2 separate regions of the Gossypium hirsutum genome follow, and region 2 is linked to region 1. A link is a contact called in public Hi-C data. All regions are on one chromosome and are shown on one strand. The core of a region is the stretch at or near the end of the contact, and the rest is flanking DNA. Distances in the headings are between cores, read along the strand shown.

Region 1 (2,700 bases), core at 156-2,655:
AGCGATGAAAGGAGAATCGCGAGCATAAATGATCGGAAGGGTCCTTAAGCAAGGAACATTGAGGTGGATCAACGGAGAATGAGGGAACCTGATTGAGGGCTGTTTGATAGAGGGTCTCTGCATAGGAAGAAAACAGGAATGTGGGATTTTGGAAATCGGTGCAATAATTATGGTAATGCTGATTGGATTCCAACTGTTATCAGATTAGAAGTTTATTTTAATTTTCTGTTTAGTTTTAATTCGTCTATTTCTTTGGTAATAATTTTAAGTTTTTGCCACTGTTGGGTTTTGTATTTATTTTTTGGTGGGCTTGTGGATTTATTAGCCCATTTTTATTTTTTTTTCATTAATATATCAGTCTGATTTTTCAAAAAAAAAAGATATGTGCAACTTAACAAGCAAATGTCTCTAAAATAGTAATAAATTTAACAATAAAATAAAAGTTATACAATATCTAAATAATAACAACAAAATAGCAGCAACATAATTGTAAAATAGTAACAAAATAGTGAAAAAGCCAACAATAAAATAACAACAAAACAATAAAAATAAAAAATAATAATTGCAATTTTTTTTTCTTTTGCATATTCAGGCCGGGCTCAAGCCAAAAAAGCTTTACCCAAGGCCCGAAATCCTCTCATTTTTTGAGCGGGCCTTCAAGCTGGGCTAGGTGGCCTAGCCCATGAACAGGTCGACATGTAAGTTATCACGCCAACAATGTTAAAATTTAATGTTTTAATCATCATTTCCTTTAGAAAAAAAATGATACGACTCTTTTTGAAATGTTGAAATGTTGATGGCTAAATTTAGCTTTTAAAAAGTAAGAGTCACTTAAAAAACATATAAACATTAATAACTAAATTTATTATTATATCATTTTTTTATTTTGTAAACCGAAAATCGGTTCAAATATATTTAAATTATAATAATCCAAATTTAATAAAATTAAACCGGATTAAAAATAATTTTTAAATTTTTTTTAATTAGATATTTAGCCCTACTTACGAGCACAAGTAAAATTTTTATTTAGGGGATGGAATTTGAAAATCTTCAAAACCATGGAAAAGATATGATAAGGGCATTTGTTATTTTACGTCATACATATGCAACAAAGTCCAAAATGCCCTTATGGGAAATGACCTTTTTGTCAAGCTTTGAAGTAATTTTCAACTATAAACTATTTCTAAGTTTAAAGAGGAGAAGCTAGTTTATTGCTGTCAATGTAGCATTAATTTCAAATAACAATGATTTTTTAAAAATATAATATAATCAAAGTCCAAATAATCATGATGGAATTTATGCTTAATCATGATTTTGTACAGGAATTAAAGACCTGTTTTTTTAATGGTCTCATAAGGCACGTCCATTCTGAGGTTGTAATGAAATCTATGGTCCGACACGGCAAAGATTTTGTCTAAAACTATGAATTATCCCCATCATTTTTTTCTTCAAAAATGAGTTGATCTTTGATTAGTAGGTTTTTTTTTTACTTAAATAATAATCAAAAGAGAGCGCAAGATAAACCAATTTTGCGTAAGGATGTGGTCATGATCGCAACTAAACTGCGTCCTGTTCGTTTTCATTTCTTCACTTTTACTCTCAGGTCAGTCCCATTCAATTAATTAAAAGTTTTCAATTGAATTGGAACTCCTTTTCAATTTCTAATTTTGTTTTTTATTTATTTATTATAGTTCATAATTTTAGGATGTTCAACTCTGGGTAAGTGCTAGTTCTTTTAATTATTTCAGTTTCCTTTTTTCTGGGTGTTTTTGAGGATTGCAAAACCATGGGTTGATTGATGTTTTTGAAAACTGTTGGCTGAATGAGTTCATATGAGTTTGGTTTGCAGAATGTTCCCTGTTTGTAGCATCAATCTTATTTTTTCTAATTAGCTTTGATTATATCTCTATATAAGCTAGTTTCATGGAGTTCTTGAAGATTACAATTTTCATATTTTGCAATTGAATGTTTTGGGAATTAGACCCCCAAAACGGGATAAAACTCTCTCCACTGTTTTCTTTCCATCCACAAGATTCGATCTCAAAATTTTGCTTGGCATTGAGCTCCTTTCCACTCGACTCAGGATCACTCTTAGATCTCTTTTAGCAATCACAATATCATAGTGGTATTAACTTTGTTTTATATTTAAGTCTTGTTTTTCAGGATCAAGCATAATAAGAGTTCAAAAGAAAAATGAAGTTCAGAAAAGGGAACTTGGTGGAGGTTTTGAGAAGAGAAGATGATCCATGTGGTTCCTGGTTTACTGGTAATATTCTTTCAGCAGATGGTGACTACTATATTGTTAGGTACAAACTGTTTACAGACTGTGAAGGCAGACGGGTGGTGGAGACGGTGAAAGGGAAGGACGTTAGACCATTGCCTCCATATGTAAACCGGAAGAATTGTGTAATGGACCTTAACCCTGCCCCTATGCCAAGCACAAGCAACAATGAAGATCCACCTGGCAAACCGTTAGGAAGTAACAGACCCCAACGGGAGAAAAGGACACCTGTGGTCCTTCGTGGATACTTGGTGGGCTAGCCACAATTTAGGTACCATTCGGATGAATGACATTGGGTATTGTTGTATAAATAAGGGTAGGTATTACCAGGTGAGGCATGATATCACTTTTTAGCAATAGCTGCTACCTCTCTTCTTCCCTCAGCTGTACTGAGTTTTCTATTCCCTTCTTAATCCTTC
Region 2 (2,700 bases), core at 86-2,585, 140 kb after region 1:
TAGCCCATGTAGTTCACACAAGAACACTTTGCATACATATCTATAAGAGTATTTCCAACCTGCAAATCTAAATCAAATCCATTTTTTATTGCATAAGCATGCAATTCCATACCATTCAATAGGTAACCCAATCGCCCACAAGCTACCAGGATGCTTATTACTGTAACCTGGTCAGGTTTTTCACCAGCATTCTGAAAATCATGGAAGAAATGCAAAGCTTCACTGCACATACCATTTTGGATAAACCCAGTAAGCACAGAATTCCAGGCTACTTTATCCTTTTCTTCCAATTTGTTAAAAGTTCTTACAGCCTCACTCATCTTACAACACCTGACATACATAGCAACCAAAGCACCAGCAACATAAGCATCAAGAAGCTGAGCTGATTTCAACACAGCAGCATGTATCTCCTTACCTAATTTCCTAAAGGAATAATCTTCACAAGCCTGAAGACAAGCAACAACAGTGTAAGTATTAGAGTCAAGACCAGCCTTTTGCATTTCCCTGAAAAGTTCCAATGCTTCCATAGATCTTCCATTTGAAGAATATGCTGAAATTATAGAATTCCATGAAACTACATCGTCTTTTTGGTCTATTCTCCCGAATAATCTCCTTGCTCCAAAAAGATCATCACATTTGGCATACATAGCAACTAAAGAATTGACAACACAAACAGTAGAATCATACCCAAACTTGACAGCCAGACCATGAATTTCAGACCCTAAATAGAGATTTTTTAGCAAACCACTAGCTTTAAGCAGAGAAGGAAAACTATAAGCATCAAGAGAAACTCCCAAAACCCGCATTTCTTTATAGGTTTGAAGAACTTCAAAAGGTTTCCCATTTGAAACATAAGCTCCAATCATAGCATTCCAAGTAAAAATACTTCGTTGACCCATTTGATCAAACACTTTCTCGGCATTCCGAACTGACCCGCATTTCCCATACATAAACACAAGCTTAGTAGCTAAAAACACGGATTCAGAGACGGAACAAGACTTTATCATGTGGGCGTGAATTTGTAGCCCTTGAGAAAGAGCTTTCTTTTGAGCACAAACTTCAAGAACCGGGGCATAAGTCTCGTCCGGGTGATCATTGGATGAAACTGGGAGCGATTGAAATGCTTCCTTGAGGTTTCCTCGAAGGCAAATATCCTTTAAAGTATGGGTTTGGATGGGTTTACGAGAAAAAGATGGGATTTTGAGAGTAGGGTTTATTTGTGTTTGGATTAACATAGGGGGGTGAGCGAAAATTGAAGAGCAATTATTAGTGTGCAGATGAGCCAAAGAAGCGGGCATTAGAGGGAAAGCGCAGGAGAGGACGACGCTCAGTGTAGGATAAGACTGCAGTCGCATGATCAATGGTATTGTTATGGAAAAACATTTTCAATTGATTAATATAATAAATAATAATTGTCAAAATCACAAGCCGTCTTAGCTCAGCCGGTAGAGCGCGTGGCTTTTAACCACGTGGTCGTGGGTTCGATTCCCACAGACGGCGTTTTGTTGATAATTTCATTAGCTCAATTTTAAATTTTCTTGTTGTCTTTTAAGATCTGGTCACGTGGAGAAGAGAGAGAAGAGAAAAAGGAAAAATAGAACATTCTTTTGACGGTTTTTTTTTCTTTTATGTTTAAAGTTAAAAGGTTAATATTTGATATATTGGTTGTGCATTTTTTTATTTTATAAATAGTTTTAAAAAGTTATTATGTGTTTCTTTTTAAATATATATTTTTAATATTTCACTATACTTTATAGGATACCTCTCAACTCCTTAATCCTACTGTGGAGTCTAAAAACTCCACTACTAGTGTATTAAATATTTTCTTTTAAAGTATTAAGGTAAACTACAAGAATAGCCATCCAACTATATCTTTAGTTCTATTTTAGCCACTCTACTATTATTATTTTTATTTAACCACTCAACTTTTCGAAATTAAATATTTTAATCACTCTCCAATTAGATGTCGTTATTAAACGAGTGATGAAGAACTAATGTGGGCCATTTTTATTGGCCTAATAACAAATTTAGCCTTACAATTTTTACACATTCTATCAACTTGATCATAAATCTAAAAAACTCAACAAATAGTCTTCAATGTTTACAAAAATTTGTCATTTTAGTTCAAAGTCTAAAAATTCAATAAATTTAGTCTCAAATTTACAAAACTTGTCAATTTAGTTTGTAACACCCCTCACCCAATCCAAGTAAAAGATGTTACATTTAAACATTAAACTCACCACTTAAACATATTCTTGTTTCATTACAATCAAGGTAACTTATAGAACAAAACATTATTATTCATACATAATTCACTTTTTTTTTACTAATAAACCTTAGTACATGCTAAACTAAAACCCAAAATATATATACCAAATGCCTTGAGCTTGAAGCCTGAGGACTGATGTGATTCGAACTGAAGTAGCAATCCTCAACTCTTTTCAAAACTTATCTATCACCTATGCATTTAAAACAAATGCGTTAAGCTACATGAATAGCTAGTAAGTACTTAACTAGATTCAATCTTACCATTTTGATATATATACAATTCAAATAATATTTTAATAATATTTATTCACATAGTTTCTTTCACTAATATACTTAAACTTTCAATTCATTTTCCAAAACATAAAATCATTTAAATTAATTTTGTAACTTATAGTTTTTACTTTGACACATATAGTCACTAATCAACTTTCG

What was found. A called contact is a pair of places that touch in the nucleus more often than the background predicts.
Region 2: a contact with region 1 is called in a Hi-C map of leaf, with 1.6 times the contacts expected there. The contact joins the promoter of LOC107915329 here to the promoter of LOC121220260 in region 1. A contact is called at or near these places in 2 of 34 Hi-C or Micro-C datasets (callus and leaf).

What each region holds. Positions count from the first base shown.
Region 1 is chrD08:9,242,017-9,244,716 of Gossypium_hirsutum_v2.1, forward strand. LOC121220260 reads left to right here and starts at 1,406. Exons shown (of 2, transcript XM_041099804.1): 1 at 1,406-1,603; 2 at 2,151-2,700. LOC107915283 (a long non-coding RNA gene) reads right to left here and starts at 185. Exons shown (of 4, transcript XR_001689245.2): 1 at 1-185.
Region 2 is chrD08:9,378,091-9,380,790 of Gossypium_hirsutum_v2.1, forward strand. It overlaps LOC107915329 (pentatricopeptide repeat-containing protein At3g63370, chloroplastic), which reads right to left and starts at 1,336. Exons shown (of 1, transcript XM_016844496.2): 1 at 1-1,336. The coding sequence starts at 1,298. TRNAK-UUU (transfer RNA lysine (anticodon UUU)) reads left to right here and starts at 1,428; the gene lies at 1,428-1,500.